2 separate regions of the Oryza sativa genome follow, and region 2 is linked to region 1. Evidence: chromatin contacts called from public HiCAR-type data. All regions are on one chromosome and are shown on one strand. The core of a region is the stretch at or near the end of the contact, and the rest is flanking DNA. Distances in the headings are between cores, read along the strand shown.

What was found. HiCAR-type assays count read pairs that join an accessible place to other places.
Region 2: a HiCAR-type map of leaf shows a contact between it and region 1, with 2.1 times the contacts expected there. The contact joins the promoter of LOC4332437 here to the promoter of LOC4332420 in region 1. A contact is called at or near these places in 2 of 15 Hi-C or Micro-C datasets (leaf and panicle) and 1 of 4 datasets of contacts at active chromatin or transcription factors (leaf).

What each region holds. Positions count from the first base shown.
Region 1 is chr3:9,462,498-9,469,436 of ASM3414082v1, forward strand. LOC4332420 (heat shock cognate 70 kDa protein) reads right to left here and starts at 4,027. Exons shown (of 2, transcript XM_015775442.3): 1 at 3,677-4,027; 2 at 1-1,572. The coding sequence starts at 3,893. LOC4332421 reads right to left here. Exons shown (of 2, transcript XM_015773698.3): 2 at 6,908-6,939. LOC136355727 (a long non-coding RNA gene) reads left to right here and starts at 5,519. Exons shown (of 2, transcript XR_010740039.1): 1 at 5,519-5,927; 2 at 6,007-6,815.
Region 2 is chr3:9,600,477-9,607,415 of ASM3414082v1, forward strand. It overlaps LOC4332437 (E3 ubiquitin-protein ligase CSU1), which reads left to right and starts at 3,192. Exons shown (of 2, transcript NM_001425735.1): 1 at 3,192-3,557; 2 at 4,305-5,246. The coding sequence starts at 3,319. The coding sequence ends at 4,983. LOC107278712 (kinesin-like protein KIN-5B) reads left to right here. Exons shown (of 22, transcript XM_015773437.3): 21 at 1-23; 22 at 289-735. The coding sequence ends at 504. It overlaps LOC9267250 (photosynthetic NDH subunit of lumenal location 1, chloroplastic), which reads left to right and starts at 5,489. Exons shown (of 8, transcript XM_015775085.3): 1 at 5,489-5,650; 2 at 5,727-5,823; 3 at 5,910-5,993; 4 at 6,137-6,210; 5 at 6,321-6,443; 6 at 6,576-6,647; 7 at 6,833-6,929. The coding sequence starts at 5,609.

The DNA.
Region 1 (6,939 bases), core at 2,777-5,276:
CGGCCTCGGCGAGCTGGTTGCCGTCGAGCCACTTGATGGCATCCTCGATGGCGTCCTCGATCTTCTTCTTGTCGTCGGCGGGGAGCTTGGAGGCGATCTTCTCGTCGCGCACCGTGTTGCGCATGTTGTACGCGTAGTTCTCCAGCGCGTTGCGGGCCTCCACCTTGTGCCGCACCTGCTCGTCCTCGGCCTTGTACTTCTCGGCCTCCTGCACCATCCGCTCGATCTCCTCCTTGCTCAGCCGCCCCTTGTCGTTGGTGATGGTGATCTTGTTCTTCTTCCCCGTCGTCTTGTCCTCCGCCGACACGTTCAGGATGCCGTTCGCGTCGATGTCGAACGTCACGTTGATCTGGGGCACGCCCCTCGGCGCCGGCGGGATGCCGGTGAGCTCGAACTTGCCGAGCAGGTTGTTGTCCTTGGTCCTCGTCCTCTCGCCCTCGTACACCTGGATGAGCACGCCGGGCTGGTTGTCGGAGTAGGTGGAGAAGACCTGCTCCTTCTTGGTTGGGATGGTGGTGTTCCTCGGGATCAGCACGGTCATGACACCCCCGGCCGTCTCCAACCCGAGCGAGAGCGGCGTGACGTCGAGGAGGAGCAGGTCCTGCACCCTCTGGTTGCCCTCGCCGCTGAGGATGGCGGCCTGGACGGCGGCGCCGTACGCCACGGCCTCGTCGGGGTTGATGCTCTTGCAGAGCTCCTTCCCGTTGAAGAAGTCCTGCAGGAGCTGCTGCACCTTGGGGATACGGGTGGAGCCTCCGACGAGGACGACATCGTGGATCTGGGCCTTGTCCATCTTGGCGTCGCGGAGGCACTTCTCCACGGGCTCCATGCACCGGCGGAAGAGGTCCATGTTGAGCTCCTCGAAGCGGGCGCGGGTGATGGTGGCGTAGAAGTCGATGCCCTCGTAGAGCGAGTCGATCTCGATGGTGGTCTGGGCGGTGGAGGACAGCGTCCTCTTCGCCCTCTCGCACGCCGTCCTCAGCCGCCGGAGCGCCCTCGGGTTGCCGGTGATGTCCTTCTTGTGCTTCCTCTTGAACTCCTGCACGAAGTGGTTCACCATCCGGTTGTCGAAGTCCTCGCCTCCCAGGTGGGTGTCGCCGGCGGTGGCCTTGACCTCGAAGATGCCCTCCTCGATGGTGAGGATGGAGACGTCGAAGGTGCCGCCGCCGAGGTCGAAGATGAGGACATTCTTCTCGCCGGTGCTGGCGGCCTTCTTGTCGAGGCCGTAGGCGATGGCGGCGGCGGTGGGCTCGTTGATGATGCGCATGACGTTGAGTCCGGAGATGACGCCGGCGTCCTTGGTGGCCTGGCGTTGGGAGTCGTTGAAGTAGGCCGGGACGGTGATGACGGCGTTCTTGATGGTGGTGCTGAGGAAGGCCTCGGCGATCTCCTTCATCTTGGTGAGCACCATGGACGAGATCTCCTCCGCCGAGAACTTCTTCTCCTCGCCCTTGTACGTCACCACGATCATCGGCTTGTCGGCTGGGCCAGGCACCACCTTGAACGGCCACATCTTCATGTCCGCCTGCACCGACGGGTCCGAGAAGCGCCGCCCGATCAGCCGCTTTGCATCTGCAAGACACACACAGCGTGTTACGACATTTGAACATTATTGTTACTCATATAAAATTGTACTAACTGGATTTGTGAGTTATTTTTGTTACCCATATAAAATTTTGTTACCCATATAAAATTGTACTAACTGGATTTTTGAGTTATTTTTCAATTCCCCCGTGTGCGCAACTACATGATCTTACAGTAATCAGGTTGCGGCAATCGAAGTGAATTTAAATTACAAGTTCATGCTAGTGATCCTCATCATCTGCCGCCAAAACAGAGGAAACAGAGCAAGATGTGTTGCAAGTGTAACTCCTACGGCTCATGAATACTTCCCAGTTTCATATTATCTGTTGTTTTGATTGTTTTAATCAAATATTTTATTTTTTTAAAAAAATGATCAGGTTTATAGAAAAAACACAGCTATATTTTGAACTAGCATGGTGGCCCGCGCAGATTGCGCGGCTAGCATCAGTATATTTTCTCATGTAATAGCATATATGTTTTCTCATTATATTATTCAAATATATTAGAATAACATCATAATTTTAAATTTTGCAATAAGTTTACAAAACTACAAATATGTAGTATTCATATTGTATTTTATATACGTGTTAGTTATTAATTATTTTTAATATCAAATTTTAGTTATTTGTAAATTATATATATTCCTATATCTACTCTAGACTCGTCTTTTAATATTTCTTTTTTTAATTCCGAATTTTCTGTAAATTGTATTTCTATATAGGCTCTAGGCTCTTCTTCCAATATATTTATTTTTATCTCTGAATTTTTATTATTTCTAATTGTATCTCTAGGTGGACTCTAAACTCATCTCTCAATATTCTTCAATTTTTAATTTCAAATTTCAATTACTTCCAAATTGTATTCCTATATTGACTTTAAACTCTTCTTCCCATGTTTTTCTTAATTTCGAATTTCAGTTATTTGTAAATTGTATTTTTATACGGACTCAAAACTCTAATTTTAATTTTATTATGTTTATTCTTAATTTTAGTTAGTTTTAAATTGCTATATGGATTCTATACTCTACTTCTAATATTCCTTATTTTTTAATTCCGAATTTCTATTTTTTCTTAATTGTATTTCTATATGGACTCTATACTCTACATCTAATATTCCTTATTTTTAATTCCGAATTTCAGTTATTTCCTAATTGTATTTCTATATGGACTCTAGTCTCCTCTTCTAATATTCTTTATTTTTTAATTCTGAATTTCAACTATTTCTAAATTGTATTTCTATATGGACTCTAGTCTCCTTTTCTAATATTCCTTATTTTTTAATTCCAAATTTCAGCTATTTCTAAATTGTATTTCTATATGTACTCTGCTTTTTCTTTTTCTCCAATTAATGTGAGAATTTCTAGGCCATGAGAACGAACGAGGCCATGAGAGCGGACGTGGAGGCTCCTTTTTCTATTTCTTTAATAATATAAATAGATGTGAACAAATATATTTTAATATTTAGTACATTGCATGTTAGATTTAGATTTTTATTTTTTTTAACTAGGGCCTGAAGCCCTCATTGGCACGTTTGGTTGGAGGGAGTTTTTAGAAGGGATTGGGAGTTCAGAAGGATGAGGCTATTAAGTGTTTTGTTTGGTTGAGAGACATGGAAATTTTGGTGGGATGGGATGGGGAATTGAGGAAGGAACTCCCTCCTTTTTAATACCTGCGTAGGGGCAGGTAATTGGAAGAGATCCCCTTTATTTTGTCTAAGCAAATCTCATCCATCCATTTTTATTAATGATCTAATCTCCAACTAAACTCCCTATCAATTTCCATCGCCTCTACCAAACAAGATATAGGATTAAAAATCAAATTCCCATTTTAATCTCATCATCAATTTTCTCGTGTAAACTCTCAATCTCTTTCCCTCGAGTTACCAAACAAGCCGTAATGTAACGGTAGAGAATAGAGGTCTTAATGTTAGGTGTTAGATGTAGTGATAATTTTGTGTTTTAGATGTTGCTATTTTTTAATAAATTTAATTAAATTTACCAAGTTTGATTTGATTAGAAAAAGAAACTAATTCCATAATTTTGACACCAAAAATCAAATAATTGAAGGCGGAAGCAAAGGAGCGGGGCACTTACCAAAGACGGTGTTGGTGGGGTTCATGGCGACCTGGTTCTTGGCGGCGTCGCCGATGAGCCTCTCGGTGTCGGTGAAGGCCACGTACGACGGCGTGGTGCGGTTGCCCTGGTCGTTGGCGATGATCTCCACCCTGTCATGCTGCCACACGCCGACGCACGAGTAGGTCGTGCCGAGGTCGATGCCGATCGCAGGGCCCTCTCCCTTGTTGCCCGCCATCTTTCTTCTCTTCCGATCAAATCAAATCAAGCTCTCCGCTGATGAACGATCGAGTTGTGTTGTTGCTCTTCTGATTCGCTCGCGCTGGGACGATTTTGCTCTGTTTTTTTTCGCTTCGATCTCTCGACTTTGGTGGGGGAGAAAGGCAAAGGGAGGGGATTTGCTTATATAGGAGCAGAGCGGCGCGGCGTTCACGAATGTTCGAGTAGGGGCGTGATGTGGGTGGCGCGAATAGGCGGAGGCGGTTTCGGCTCGGGGCCGGGCTTAAGGCTTGTGGAGGGTTCGGGTGTTGTGGCGCGCGCACGGGACGTCTCCAGAACGGTGCGGGGGGATGGTGATCTCTCTCGGTTCGCTCGCAGGTTTCGTGCGGCGGGTGGTTGGTGGGTTGGGTGCGACGACGTGAGATCTTCTTTTGGTTTCCTTTGGGAGGTTGGTCCGTCCGGCTCGACCGCTCGAGCGGGTTCCCGCGCCAAGTGGAAAACGCTGGAGTTATGTATAGCGTCTGTGCCTTCTTGGAGACGGCTTTTGCTTTTTTTTTTTTCCTTTTTCTCTTACGTTTCGCCACCTGGAACGTATAGAAAGAGATGGTAGATGGAAGGAGCCTTGTACGAGCCTGTTTGAGGAATTTTTTTCATTTTTAATTTTAATTTTTTTAATATTTATAGAAATATTATACCATCCAAAATATTTACACAATGGCCCCTGCCGTCCAAGTGGAGGGCTGCAAGGTGTGCGCATTTTGCACTTAGGTCCTTTGCCGCCCTCTACAAAGGCTGCAAGGGAGTAAATGCAATTTTCGCCCTACCAAAAATATATTTTCTAGTTTTTTTTTTCAACTTGTCCGTCCCTCGCGTCACCCTGCCACTCTCAGAGAGGGCGGTAGGGTCTATTTCTGTAAATATTTTCGTCGGTACAATATTTCTGTAAATATTAAAAAATAAAAAATGAAAAATGGAAAAAAAATTCCCTCTGTTTGCGCAGGTGCTATGCGTGCCGGGCCAGTCCGGTGTTCGTGCAGAGGCTCGACAGTGGTTAGCCGTTGGGCTGTGCCTGTGGCAGGCTGACAGCATCACCTATGTAGGCCCTTAGCTGTAGTTCATGGGCCGGAACACGGTAGCATATGGCCATGGGACCATGCATATCGTCACTTAGGGCAGGCCTAAATTAGGCTTGTCAAATTTTTTTGCAACCTTAACAATAATTGTGTATGTTTTTGACATGCCTATATAACATAGGCCATTTTAATAGCCAAATTAGTTTAATTTGGCTTCAATCCAAACACATGTTGGCCTTACCAAAAACATTGGTCACAAAACAAACTGGCCCTTAGTCTCTCTATTTGTCGGTCAGTCCTATTTTCGTCCCTTAACTACAAAACCGAATACGATCCATCCCCCAACTTACGAAAACCGGGCAAACGAGGTCCCTCGGTGGTATGAAGGGCGGTTTTGGCCGATGAGACGCCTACGTAGCTCCTTTGACTATGTCTTCGTCCCACGTGGCATCCACGTATCGCTTACATGGCAATTTTATCCCAAAAAATAATAAAAATCGTGGGACCATATATCAGCTACACAAAAAATAATTCCTCTCTCTCCGAGCCGGAGCAGGCGACGACTGGGGCGGAGCGGCTGACCGGCTGAGCGGGGTGGGACAGGGCGGGGCAGGCCGCAGCTAGAGCAGGCCGGCAGAGCGGCGTCGGCCGGAGCAGGCGAGGGGCAAGGCGGCGCTCCACGCGGCTCCAGCAGGCGGCGGCCGCGGCACAGACGAGGGGCAAGGCGACGGAGGACGACAACAACAACGCCGGCGCCGCAGGCGAGAGGTTGGCCGTGGTGGCGCCCATCCTCGCCGCCGACGCGGCCCTCCAAGCTGCCGATGTCCTCGTCATCGTCGTCTTTCACGACGGACCCACTGGCGGAGTTCCTCTGCTCAATCTCCGGCACGCTCGCCTTCTTCCCGCCGGCTGTCACCGTCGACCTCTCCGCGCTCCCCTCCGCCTCCTCCCCACCTTGCCGAGGTTGCCGCCCACCGTCGGTTCGCTCCGCCACCTCCCGCCTCGCTCGCCTGCTCCGTCATTCTCCTCGCCGCCCACCCGCCCTTCCCTTTCGTGCAGATCCAGGCCGACGCCCTCTCTGCTGCCGTCCCTCTTCTCGCCGCCGCCCCTCTGCTCTGTCGCCGCCGGCCACACGCCTTGTGGAGCTCGAGGCAGGTGTTGCGCTCTCGGTCGCGGAGAGGACACCCCCCGTGAAGTCCTCTAGCGTGCATGGGTGCGCGATGTGCAGCGCGGAGGGGACGCGCTTGTGAAGTCCTCCCGCGTGTTCAAGAGCTACTAGCGGCGAGCGGCGGCCTGAGGAGATAACCCGCCACAGTTGCCGCGCTCGCCGGCGACCTCCTTCTCTTCCTCCTCCTTCGGCTACCTCTGCCGCCGCTGTTCCGCCGGCATGCTTCGGCCGCCGTCGTCATCAGAGACGGTGGGGACTGGGATGACGACGACAACGATGGCGGCGATGGCTGTGAGGTGGCGCTGCGGTGCGATGAGGAAGAGGAGGGAGAGCCAAGAGGGAAGAGGATGACATGTGGGGCCCACCCACCATATTTATTTTGTTGTGTAGCTGATATCTGGGCCCATGGCTTTTATTATTTTTCCGATATATAATTGCCATGTAAGTGTCATGTCAATGCTATAGGATGAAGACCTAGTTAAACTAGTTAAACTAGCCACGTAGACGTCATGTCAGCCAAAACCGCTATCTAAACCGTACTAGTTTTGTAAGTTAGAAAATACGTTTTAGTTTTGTAAGTTGGAAAATAAGTTGTATCTAATTTTACGGTTCAGGAACGAGTTTTGTAAGTTGGAAAATAAGTTGTATCTAATTTTACGGTTCAGGAACGAAAATCATACTGACGACAAATTGAGGGATAAAGTGAACTTATTCCTATCCTTACCCATGTGATTCATGATTGAACACATCATACATCAAACATGGCCATTTTTTCTCGTTTGGACTTTGGAGTACAGACCACAACCAACGAGATCACAGTTTTA
Region 2 (6,939 bases), core at 1,942-4,441, 140 kb after region 1:
AATGTCTTGAAAGGGATTATAAGGTAAGCTATTGCTCTTCTCAGTGCAGTTTGGACTATAATTGAAAGGGCATTCTTTTACCATGTATGATTATAGAAGATAACAGAAAGGCTACAAACCATATTTTAAGCCTGTATCAACCATAACAAAATTGTATTCATCTGGGATATACAATTTTTCAATGCTTTTAGAGGACTAAGGCAAATCCCTAAATGCAATGACTATATCATATCATCCTTAATTATCATATCTAATGACCATTCATCACTAATGCTGGCCACCTAACAGGCGAATAGTCCAGTTCGGCGTCGTCCAGGGGAGCTAATGACTAATGCGTACAGTTTAGAATCAATCGAGCAATTGAGAACCCCTGTACCAGATTTGGTGGTGAAATTCAGATCAGAGAACAATTTGGATGAAGTGGACAAAGGAAAGCGATATGTGGATCAAGGGACACGTACTCCTAGAAGTCCTCTCATGCCAGTCAATCACTATAACAAGTGATAAGGAAAAACAAATTGTAAAATTACTCAATTGTTGTAAAGATGGCAAGATCTCTTGCCCATTATCACCCTCTTAATTTAGCGTGTATCAGCAATCAGATTCTGTATGCAATTGTTTCCGATCTTAGGAATGTGGATGCCAAACAATCGATATGATATGATGTAAAAACCAACCTATCTTGTTGGTGCTGTATTGCTTTCCAAGGTTTTATGCAGTCGAATTTATCAGTAATGGTTTTTGTATAGATATGTATGGAATCTTTGACTCTATCCTGACTTACATGGTAACTCCGATTGGGTGATTGCTAATAAGGTTGCAAGTATGGTAAGCTTTAAAGGGAGTATATATGCATTCCTTCTGCAAATTTGCCCTTTCCATTCGTTGATATGTATAAAGCCGAATTGCTCGACCTTCTCATTTGTTGATACCTGCCGTAATGCTGAATCGATCAACCTTCTGATCAGTAGTTTCATGTCACCTGTCCATATCAGCGACTAAGAGGCAACAGGAGAAGGCAAAGAGGAGAACAGCAAGAGTATACTGAGAAGGTGGAGAGAACAATACTCAGAACAACCTTATGGAGCAGAGTCTCGCTGACAAAGATAATTTTGCGTCGCCCGCGGACCTAGAGGTATGTCCGCGTCTTCATTTGCTTCTGAAATTTCTGTCCGTTTTCATCGAGAGAATGCCTGCCATTCGCCATTTGTTCGTTCATTGAAGGTAGTGCTCCAGAATGGAGATCTACTTACAGACTCAAGGGTACCCTGTGTAGGAGTGTTCATCTGCACATTGTAGTCTTTAAAATCTTCTACATGTTTCACAGGCAAAAACGAAATCGCAATATGTCTTTTAGGTAACAACGATTTATTGCAAGTAGCCAAAGCTGTATCATGTTACAAGTTGCATTAATCTTTTGGCAGTATTATATCTTTTGGTGACAAACGGTCGTTCTTGAACATGTTAAACATATTAATCTAATCTTAGTACTCTTTCAAATGGTGGCATAGACAAGATAAGTATTATGTACCAAAGGTCCAAAAAAAATAAAGAACAATGTACCAAGTTGCATGAACCTCTACAAGTATAGTGTCAATAGCCACTTGAGCAGAAACTGAATACTCTCACCGTCATGAAATGTATGCTCAATACTACAATGTCATAATTGGACCACACATGCGCTTACCAATTGATGGGCTTAAGAAGCAAAACTAGAAATCCAATGACAATACACTTTAAATTACCAGTAGGTGACTGTATATTTCTACGTACTAATTTTGCATCCATAATACTAGCTTACAACTAACCAGATATGGTTAGTTTGTGAATCAAAAGTAAAGCTTTTACCAAGTCCCTTCCTATGTTTGCAGGAACGCAAATGTTTGGAGGAAAAGCTTTACTGGATCAGGCTGGAGCTGCAAAGAACAATCGCCCTATCTGCAGACGCCGACGAAACAATCTGCAAGCTATCATCCGCCGCGCGCAGGACGATGCAGGAGAGGGACGAGGCGAGGAGCCAGGGGAAGATCCTACTGGCGGAGCTCCAGGCAAGAAGGAACGCCCACGCGATGCTCGCGAGGAGAGCCCTCGTCTCCCAATCCGCGTCGCCTGACGCAGCAGCCTTCGCGGTCCACAGCAGCTGCAGCCGCGCTCTGCGGATGGGTCCCAAACCGTTCGCCGGGACGCCGCAAGGGCAACGAGACGCTCCGCACACGGAGGCGGGATGCACCTACCGGTTTGCTGGATCCGGCGGCCACAAGAACACCGCTGCTTCTGCTGCTGCTGCTTGTTCAACCAGTGCTGTTGTGCCGTCCTCCGGCCATGAGTTTGCTTGCTCAAGCCAGGAGGAGGATTCTTTCGACCCTGACATGTTCCTGGTTGATCCCTCGGAATCGCCGCAGGATTTTGCTGCAAACACGTCGAGCTCTGGCGTGCGGGATGATAGGCAATGGTGCGTCCTTGAACAGGCGAACCTGCAGGTCAGCAACTTATATAGCACACACAAGCAGTAGTATCTGCTTTAGTCTAAACTTATGTTAGCATTTGCATATGGAGAAGAGAAGCAACTCGGTTTGGCTTAGCGTCTGTTCTAATTGATGCCAAGATGAACCTTACCAAAATTTATCAATATTAAAATTTTGATAAATTAATAAAATTATCAAAATTTTATGATTGGTTTAATAATGTTGTCAAAATTCCATACACATAACCAATATATTTGATAACAAACTACATGTAACAACGTAATTTGGCTCTCGCGTTCCTAACATGCTCTCTCGATACGTGACGAGAACCACGGGAACGTTGTGATACGGATCGCCTCACTTGTACCCCATACATACGCCATGCGATGCACGGCCGCACGCACGCTGAGACTGCGCAGAGAATTTTTTTTCCCGTTTCCACCGTCTCGTTTCGCAGACGACTCCTGCTCTGCCTCTCGTTACGCGTGCGACTGCGACTCACCCGCGACGGGAGGACAACGACGGCGAGAAGAGAGGCTTCTCGGCAGCGGCCCGACCCACACCGCTGTCCGGACCGCAGGCTCGCCAACCGCACGGAACGGGCCGAAACTAAGCCGAGGCCTAGCCGTGAACGGACTCCCAGCCCAACCCACCCACGGAAGAGGGAAACCGATTCGAGCCCACCTCCTCCTCTTCCCCCCAGCCACACCCCCACCGTCAGCCCCCATCATCTTCTCCACTTCCCCTTCGAATCTAGGGTTACGACTCCGACCAACCTCGCCGTCGCCAAGCTCGCCGACTCACCGGCCTTCCTCGTCGGCCGCGGCGCAGAGGGAGAAGGTGGGGAGCGAAGATGCCGCAGCGGCACTCGAAGAACAACAACGACCTCGCCTTCTTCACGTACGAGGAGAAGCGGAAGCTCGGGTACGGCACGCAGCGGGAGCGCCTCGGCAAGGACTCCATCAAGCCCTTCGACGCCTGCTGCCTCTGCCTCAAGCCGCTCATCCACCCGCTCTGCTGCCCCAAGGGCCACACCTTCTGCAAGGAGTGCATCCTCGAGTGCCTCCTCGCCCAGAAGAAGGACATCAAGCGGTACCCCCAGATTCGATCCCGTCCATCAATTGGTCATATCATGAACGGTTTAATCTTAGATTTGGGCAGTTTAGCTGTCGGAATTGTGAAGTTGGTGGTTGCTAGTTGCTTGAAGAATTCTTGCGTTCCTTGTATAGTATGGATTTGGACTATTTGGTTGCTGTGAGCTGAGCCTGCGAGTTGTCGAAGTCCAAGCGTCTTGGGCGTTCGGAGGGCATCTCTTGTGAGTTTTGGTTGCATGCCACAGCAGATGTTGTGATGGAACTAATCGCAATACTGCGATGTAGTTTTGTCTTGATATTCCTGATTGAATTACTAGTGGGGGAAAAGTTAGATTTGTTTCGTTAGCTTTAGGTCACACCTGAATTTAGAATGAAATGATCTCCTATTGCGAATTGCCAATGGTCATTGGATTAATATGCCTAGCATATGTCATCACGGTCGATGACTGGTGAAGGATCCTTCACCAATATGTCGTGGTGATAGACCCTGTATAGTACAGGCTCAGTAGCCATGACTATGGTACCTTAGGCACCTAAACCTATGTCATTCTTTGGCTTGTTTTCACAGTATGTTTGTTAACCTCTTAGTGTTGATAGGCAAAGTGGTCTCCCTTTTGTACTTTGCTTACCTAGAATTCCTGTGGCCTAATGGACATCTGAAATCTCCGTACATAATCTTAAATCTTCTGCTTGTATAACTGAATGAATCGGATGGAATTCTGAGTGTTAATTCTTGTTCTTCCAGCAAACTTGCTGCTCATGAGGCCCAGAAAAAGCTGGAGAAGGAAGAGGAGGATGAGAAGCGTATGCTGCAAAAGTCCAAGGAGTTGGACGCTTTTGATCAGCAGAATCATGGAGCCGTCCCCCAATACCACGATCGCAGCGGCTCTGAAGACAAGAATGGTTTTCATGGAGCAAACAGCGTGAAGGTTACTTCCTTTGAGGAGGAAGCCCTTCGCAACATGAAGGCATTCTGGCTTCCATCAGCTACACCTGAAGCTACTGCCAAAGTAGAAGCTCCCTCCACTGACACAATCTGCCCCGAGGGACAGGAGAAGCTCAAGTTGAAATCGCTCTTCCCTATCTCCTTCACTGAAGAAAACACCGACCAGAAAAACAAGAAGTCGGTGGAGAAGAGCTACATGTGCCCCAGTTGCAAGTCTACCCTAACAAACACCATGTCCCTGGTGACGATCAGCACGTGTGGCCATGTCTTCTGCAAGAAGTGCTCTGACAAGTTCCTTGTAACTGATAAGGTCTGCTTGGTGTGCAACAAACCGTGCAAGGAGAGGAATTTCGTTCCTTTGGAAAAAGGAGGAACTGGATTCGCTGCCCATGATGAGCGTCTAGAGGCGAGAGATTTCAAGCATTTGGGGAGTGGTTCTGGACTGGGTTTAGTGAAACCTGCCCCAAAGAACTACTAGCCTCAAAATATCTTAGCTGCTGTTGTATATTATTTATGTTAACCTGAAAATTTTGTTTCAAGCATCCCCTTTCGCTGTGAACAGTCTGGAGCAAATTCAGTCTTGTTATGCTAGTGGCACTATGGTTGCTAATTGCAGCTTTGCTTATTTGCTATGGCTAAATGCGTTAGTTCGCAGCTGTTGTACTATTTATCTACCAAGTTTGAAGCACAGTCAAAATCATCTTTCTTGTTACATCGAAGCTATCGAATATGTATCGCATGATCTGATGGTAGGATCGTGTGTGTGTGTGTGTACATATATTGTTTTTCAGCCAAAGTCAATGTACAAAAAAAAAGGTAAAAAGAGAATTGGAAAAACATAAAGCTCTCACATATCTCCACCACAATCACAACAGGAACGGATTGGTCCCATTTTGTCAGTCAGTGCTCAGTACGAGACAAGGCCAAAAGTTCTAATGAGGATAATGGAAATGCTGACCTGGCTTCCTTGCCCTCCACTCACACAGACACACAGACTACACTTGAAAAGCGAACGAGCCAGTCCTAGCAGCAAAGGATAACTTGACTGGAGGAAGGCAAGAACACGTATTTTCTTCAGGTTCATAGCTACTCCTGCAGGTGAAATGGCAAGCCTGCAGAATTTGATCTGCTCCGTTTCCAAGCAGGTGTGTGCTTGTGCCCTCTTCTCATCGTTTTCTGAATCTTGTTTATTTCACCACTTTATATCGGTGTTGTTTTCAGTTGGTTGCTCCAAATTGTGCTGTTACCAGCAAGCTGAATGCGTCTCCTCTGTCAGTCGTCAACGCTAGCTCGAGTGAAGCATCCTCGGATGAAAAGAGTAAATTCCTCTCTGTCAGTTCTCTCGATGCATTTTGTTTCTGAAGATTAACATTTTTTTTGGCTGATTATCTCTCCATCTTACAGATGTGACAAGGAGGAGATTAGCTCTGCTTGGTGCTGGAGCATTAGCCACTGGTCTGCTAAAGAGCAGCTCTGCATATGCTGAAGGCATGGCCATCTGAACTGTCGCATGGTTTTATTTCAGTACTAGGTTGTCTGCATGTTACATACAAGTTCCCACTTCTCAAGTAGCCATTAAGCCTTTATGGCACCATGAGATGATACTAACTCGGATTGTTCCTATATTCCAGAAGTGCCAAAGAATTACAAGTCTTATGTGGATTCAAAAGATGGATATTCATACCTGTATCCAGCTGATTGGAGGGTAGGTTGCAATATTTTCGTCTTGAAGAACAGAGATGTCAGTTCCAATGACTGTGTTTTCGGTGGTACATGGTATTGATGTATGCCCTTTGTTTTGATGTGTCACTTCAGGATTTCGACTTCCTGGGGCATGATTCAGCGTTCAAAGATCGTAATGTAGCGCTGCAGTGCGTGCGTGTGGGCTTCATTCCTACTACAAAAACAGATATCCGTGACCTTGGTCCAATGGATGAGGTAGGATTTCATGCGATATCTGATAATATCTTTCTTGGTAATGTAAAGGAATCAGGCAATTTTTTTAGCCTTTTCTTTTGTTATACATCATAGATTTTTTTTATTCTGACAATTTACATACTCCTCTATCAGGCGATCTTCAATTTGGTGAACAATGTTTATGCTGCTCCAAATCAAATACCAACTGTCTATGACATGCAAGAGGTTTGCCATTTATCCATCTCCTTCAATCAATACTATTTAGCCATATGATCTATCTGAGTATACCAAACTGTCGCTGCATTGCTCTTTCGCTGATTAATTTACGTCTGATCTCATTGGAATGGCTATAACAAAGACTGCAACAACTCTGCAAGCAAAATAAGCAACTGAGTTGTTGTGATTCGCAGCGCACCGTGGATGGCAAGAACTACTGGACATTTGAGTACGATCTTGAGGCCCCGGGCTACGGCGTGTCCGCATTTGCGACGGTTGCCATTGGAAACGGTATGATATT